Regions from separate parts of the Mus musculus genome. Here region 1 is linked to region 2. Evidence: chromatin contacts called from public HiChIP or PLAC-seq data. All regions are on one chromosome and are shown on one strand. The core of a region is the stretch at or near the end of the contact, and the rest is flanking DNA. Distances in the headings are between cores, read along the strand shown.

The links. HiChIP or PLAC-seq counts read pairs in DNA pulled down with a chosen protein or histone mark.
Region 1: an H3K27ac HiChIP or PLAC-seq map of microglia shows a contact between it and region 2, with 8 times the contacts expected there. The contact joins the promoter of Ptp4a2 here to the promoter of Zbtb8a in region 2. A contact is called at or near these places in 1 of 39 promoter capture datasets (pre-B cells) and 3 of 115 datasets of contacts at active chromatin or transcription factors (memory CD8 T cells, microglia and pancreatic cancer cells).

What each region holds. Positions count from the first base shown.
Region 1 is chr4:129,819,147-129,821,846 of GRCm38.p6, reverse strand. Ptp4a2 (protein tyrosine phosphatase 4a2) reads right to left here and starts at 1,368. Exons shown (of 6, transcript NM_008974.4): 1 at 1,246-1,368.
Region 2 is chr4:129,376,578-129,379,277 of GRCm38.p6, reverse strand. It overlaps Zbtb8a (zinc finger and BTB domain containing 8a), which reads left to right and starts at 1,250. Exons shown (of 5, transcript NM_028603.4): 1 at 1,250-1,538.

The DNA.
Region 1 (2,700 bases), core at 119-2,618, 440 kb before region 2:
CTTATATACCTATACCTTTAACACTTGGGAGAGACTTGAGGCAGGAAGATCAGAGTTCAAAGCCAACCTGTTATGAAGCATTTGAGATGATACCAAATCAAGAACCTATTTGGAACTTCTAAAAGTCCAATAAAACAAATGAAACAAAAGAACTTCTTCTGCATCCCCCATAGAAAAAGTCCATTAACAATTCTTTCCGATCATCCGATCCAAAACTAAGAGTGTCAGGATCAAAAAACGAAGCTCTGATAATGTGAGTTCTTCTATAGTCTTAGTTTCCTCTTGCACACTAACAAGGCTCAACTTCTCTCACTTCCTGTCTGAAACAGCTCAGTAACACAGAGCGGGGAAGCAAGTAAATACCATATACTAATCCAGCAATAGCGACTCCAAACTGAAACATTTGCTGAATGCCTACAATGACGCTAGATTAGTCACTTTATACTTCGTGACAAATCCAAGGGCAGAAACTAAACTATGGCACTTTATCGATATTTATGACCGTTTCTTAGGCGCTTTTCTGCAGAAGGATACGAGAGAGTCACAGATAAAAGATACCGCGGCTTACCTCATTAAATAGCCTTGACCTCAACACTGAGCATTTGCCAAAAAAAAAAAAGTTTACGCTTCCGAATACTTTACCGGCTAAAACTCAGACTCCGGGACAAGAGTCAAGCTTGGATGGTTAGCGCTGGGAAATGGGGGTGGGGAGGATGGCAAAGACATCTCTGGAAATTCATAAATTTACAATACATTTTTACGAAAAGGGGAAAGAACGCCAGAGATCAGCGTCACGGGAGACTCAGACCCTTTTCTCTTACTTGACTGCAACTCAGGGATCCCACGCTTGAGTGAATTAAGTCCCTGGACGCGAAGGGTTCCCTATCAACACAAAGACCAAGGGGCCTCCAGGATGCCTGTGCTCACGCGCCGGACAAACGCAGGCGCACCCCTGCACACCACCTAGTCCGCCACGCTCCTCCTCGTCCCCACTCGCTCTCACCACACCTTCGCCCCCACAAGGACACATGCTGCCCGCACACGCACCTTCTCCCGCATTCTTCTACGCTCTCTCGCTCTCTCGCTCGCTCACCCCACCTCGAGCCGCGCTCCCCGCCCCTGGCCCGGCCCGGCCCTCCTTCCGGGGACGTGTCTCGGGCCTGCTCTAATGGCAGCGGCGCCTCCCGCCCTCCCCTGCCCGAGGCCCGGGCGCCGCGCGGGGCCGCCCGGGAGGGGCGCACTCACGCTGGCAAGCTGGGGACTGGGCATTGAAGGCCGGCGGAGGCGGGAGCGAGGAGGCGCCTCTCTCCTCAGTCACCTCGGCGGCGGCGGCGGCGGCGGGAGCGGCGGCGGCGGCGGCGACGACTCCCCCCCAGCCTCGGCGCGCGACACCCGGCCCGGCCCGGCGGCGGCGGCGGCGGCGCGTGTCCACGAGTCCGTCTTGCTGCTGCTACTGTTGCTGCCGCGACCGCCGCTGTGTTCCCCCCCCGCTGCCGCCGCTGCCCCCGCTACCGCCGCTGCCCGCTGGCGTCGCCTCGCGCCGTGCCCGGCCGCTGCTGCCGCTCCAGCCGCTCCCGGACGAACGACGGTTACAGCCCGGCCGATCGCGCCGCCGCCACCACCGCTGCGCGCGCAGCCGGACCAGCTCCCGCCGCCGCCCCTCAGGGGGCGCTGCGGGGCGCGGCGCGCGCGGCGCAGCCACGCCCTCGGAACCGATGATTGGCTGCCGGCGGCTCGCGGCGGTTGGCCCCACCCACTCTGCCTACAGAGCTTTGACCCACTGCCCTGGGCGCCTCCCGCGCTCCGCCTCCGCGTGGCTTGCTGCGCTCGGCACTGGGGGCGACGGAAGGCGTATACATGTGACCGGCGCGGGGTGGGGGTAGCGGGGTGACGAACGTGGCTGAGGGAAGCGCCCGCCCACTCTGCGACTCGCCCATCCGCACCTGGGTCTAAGTTAGCGCCTCTGGCCACCCAGTGACCCGCAAGGTCGCGGGCGGATTCCGGATCCCGGGAGGCGCCTCGAGCCAGATCCCGCTGGGTCTGGGACTGGGACTGGGCGGCAACCGGGGCCTGAGCTCGGGGATTTCCAGCTCAGAAGTGGGGAACCGAGTACCTTATACTTGGCTGTCCTTCCTGGAGGCCTCGAACATCTCTGCGAAGTCTCTCTGCCCTGCTCCCCAGACCTCTATCGGGCAAGCAACACACAGACTCTTTAGATACGGAAATGCAGAATTAAGGAAAAAGTTTTTTCCTAGGTATTCTCAACTATTAAGCGGAATACTGTCTTCACAGCACAGATACTCTTCAATACTTAAATAAAGTATGAAGAATGGGCGTGATTAAAAAAAAAAGTCTGGCGGTGGTGGCCTATGCCTTTAAACCCAGTTCAAGGCCAGCCTGGTCTACAGAAAGAAAGCACCTCTAGAATTGGAACTGGGAATAGAACTCTGGGAAAAGCTTGCCTTGCATGTGAGGCCCTAAATTCAACTCTTGGGAGCCTCAAAAAAAAAAAAAAGTTTGAGTTGGATTTTAACAGTTTTGAAGATTATCTTAGAGATTCTCTAATGGAAGGAGGTTTTTTGTGTTGTGTTGTTTTGTTTTGTTTTTGTTTGCCTTTTGCTTTTGAAACCTGGCCAGAAGTTATAAGCCAGTTCATGCATCTTGATTTCTTGTTTGGAAAATGTGGTTACCCGGTGAGTT
Region 2 (2,700 bases), core at 1-2,500:
AGTCCAGGAAACGAATCTTAATCACAGAGCACCCCTGGGGTAAACAGGTGTGACATTAAGAAACTGTTAGGTGTCAAACCTGGGACAAATAGCTGGGGTGCCTAGTTAACATGTCAAAGCTGACCTGGCCACCAGGTTCTCCCAGCATCCCTCAGTCCAATACCTGTTACAGGGTCCTCTAGGCTGGCATATCCGGCCCCCTAGCTTGAATCCTCCAGTCCAGGGGGCTGAGCTATTCTTCCCTATATAATCCAACCATTTTGGCTCCCTACCCTCTTTGTAATTTGGGTCTCCTGCTGTACTTGGTTCTGCTGCTCTCTCTCCTCCCTCCCCCACCCCACATCACAGGGCACAGCTCAGTTCACTCTGTACTCTCCCAGATGTTCCTGCCTCTGGCTGTGCTCTCCCACATATCTATAATAAACTTTCTCCTCCACTATACCTAGGACCAGGCATGTCCCTTTCCTTTTTATTTCTCCTTTTTTTTTTTTTTTCATTCAGAAATGACTGTATTGTATTCTCAGAGAGAATGATGTTCGAATACATAGTTACTTAGTGAGGAGATCGGAGAAATAGGACCCTGATGGGCTTGACTGAGGCTTGGGAGAGGAACGCCTCAAAATATTAAACGCATGCTTTGAGACTTTGAATCTTCTCCCCCATTCCGCATTACTTGACAATCAGCGTGAAGAAGTAGAAAACTAATTTAGTTTGTGGAATTTAAGCAGTATGAAAATTCAGCGGTTTACTATTTTAGGAAATGTATCACCTGATATTTGTGTGCCATAAATATTAGGGTCACGTCAGAAGAGAAACTTGATTTTACGACCAATTTTTATATTTGAAAACACGAAACACTGTTTTGTACTAGTTTTATATAAAGAATCACGGCCTCTTAATCTCAGCCCCTCCGGGCTTGCCTCTTCAAAGGGCTTGATGGGGACCTACAGAGGTTTCTAAAAGGCTATAACTGAAATTAAGTGCTTCGTCAAAGGGCGATTTTGTGGAACTCTCTCCCATTTTACGTCGCTAAACTTAAGTACAATAATGTCACATGTATACAGTATTTGTGGGCACGCCTAAGTCCCTCCCTCTCTCCTTGAACCAATATCTCCACATATTAGAAATCCAGCCCTTCTGCCCTCCGGAGGCGCCTTTCCCAACGTAAAGTACAATTTTAAAATTTAAGCTCCCGACTAAAAGAATGATCCCCAATCAACTGCTGGGGAACCTGGGCGCCCTAGTGCCTGCGGAGGGTGCAGTCGGGCGTGGGCACGGACAGGGGGAGTGGGCGAAGCTGCTGGTTGGTGCCTGAAATCTGTGCGTTGCCCCTTTAATTGTGTCCTCAGCCCTCGGGCGTTTCTGTCCAACGCCCACGTCAGCAAATACCTTTTGTTTCTCCCACGTTGGGGCTACTTGTTTTAGGGCGCAAAGCCTCGGCTTCGGAAAGGGGCTGCTTCCCCTACCCGGAACCGGGAATCGCTCCGCAGCGCGCGCGCGCGCGAGCGAGCGAGCGAGCGAGCGGCTAGAGCCCCGCGGTAAGTGGCTGCACGGGCGCGGGCGGGAGGAGGGCGGCCCGGGCGTCGGGGCTGCGGGCCGGGCCCAGAGCCTGGCGGAGGGCGGCGGAGCCGCCGGGGTGCGCCCCGGGACTGCAACCCCAGCCGGTGCGCCGGGCGACGCAGGGGGCACCCGGCGCCATTTGCAGCCGGGGGCGCAGAGCGGCGGCTCCGAGGGTCGGCGACGGCCACAAAGGAGACGCGGGCGGCGGCGGCGGCCCCGGGCGCGGCTGCGGGACAATGGCTGCACCGTCGCCGCCCGCGCCCGCCCCGCCGCCAGCCTTGGCCCGGCCCGGGGAAAGGCGGGAAGGCGCCCGAGCCTCCTGACGGCCGCGGCGGCGAGGCGGCGCCACGGGGCCGGGCGTGTCTGCAGACGTCGGGCGCGGGGCGCGGGGCGCTGCAGCCCGGCGGTCTCACTCCGCCCTCCACTCTCTGGTTTTCCATCACGACGCGACAGTTCTGGGCTTAGAACCGAGGGCAGAAATATGGAGCCCCAGCTGGCCCCGCGGCAGAATGTCCCTGGCATCTCCCACCTGGAGACACTGTCGGCTTTAGTCCCTTCGCGCTCTGGCGCGCTTACTCGCCCTTGACCGTGCGGTTATTCGTAATCCACGTCTTTGCGAGACGTGTTTGGAATAGGATTCACACCTAGCGGGCACCCAACCACACACGCCGCCAACACCTAGAAGTCTTTCTATTTGCAGAACTTTAGTAAATGGAGTGGTTTCACTTTGACGAAATATTGCACTTAATTTCTTATGAGACGGCTACGGGTTCCGGCTGTTTATTCTACCTAGCAAAGGGGAAAGGGGGAAAAATAAAACGCTAATGGTTAGGGAGTCTCATCCCTAGGCAGGGAGCTGAGACGTGGCAGCCCCCCAAGGCGCCCTGTTCTTGCAGCGTCCCGGAACAGTCTCCAAAGTACCAAAACCTTCGCTGATTTTATCACTTAAATCGCACTTTTATTTACCTATTTATTCTTTGTTTTAAAGCGGACTCAGGCTAGACTTGAAAATTTGATCTTACCTCCACCTCGGGAGGGCTGGGATGCACTAGGCAAATTTTTGGCACAATTATATACTTTTTAATATTCAAAGACGTTAATATAAGTTTTAAAACTCCTCTTTTAAAAAGCTATTTTATA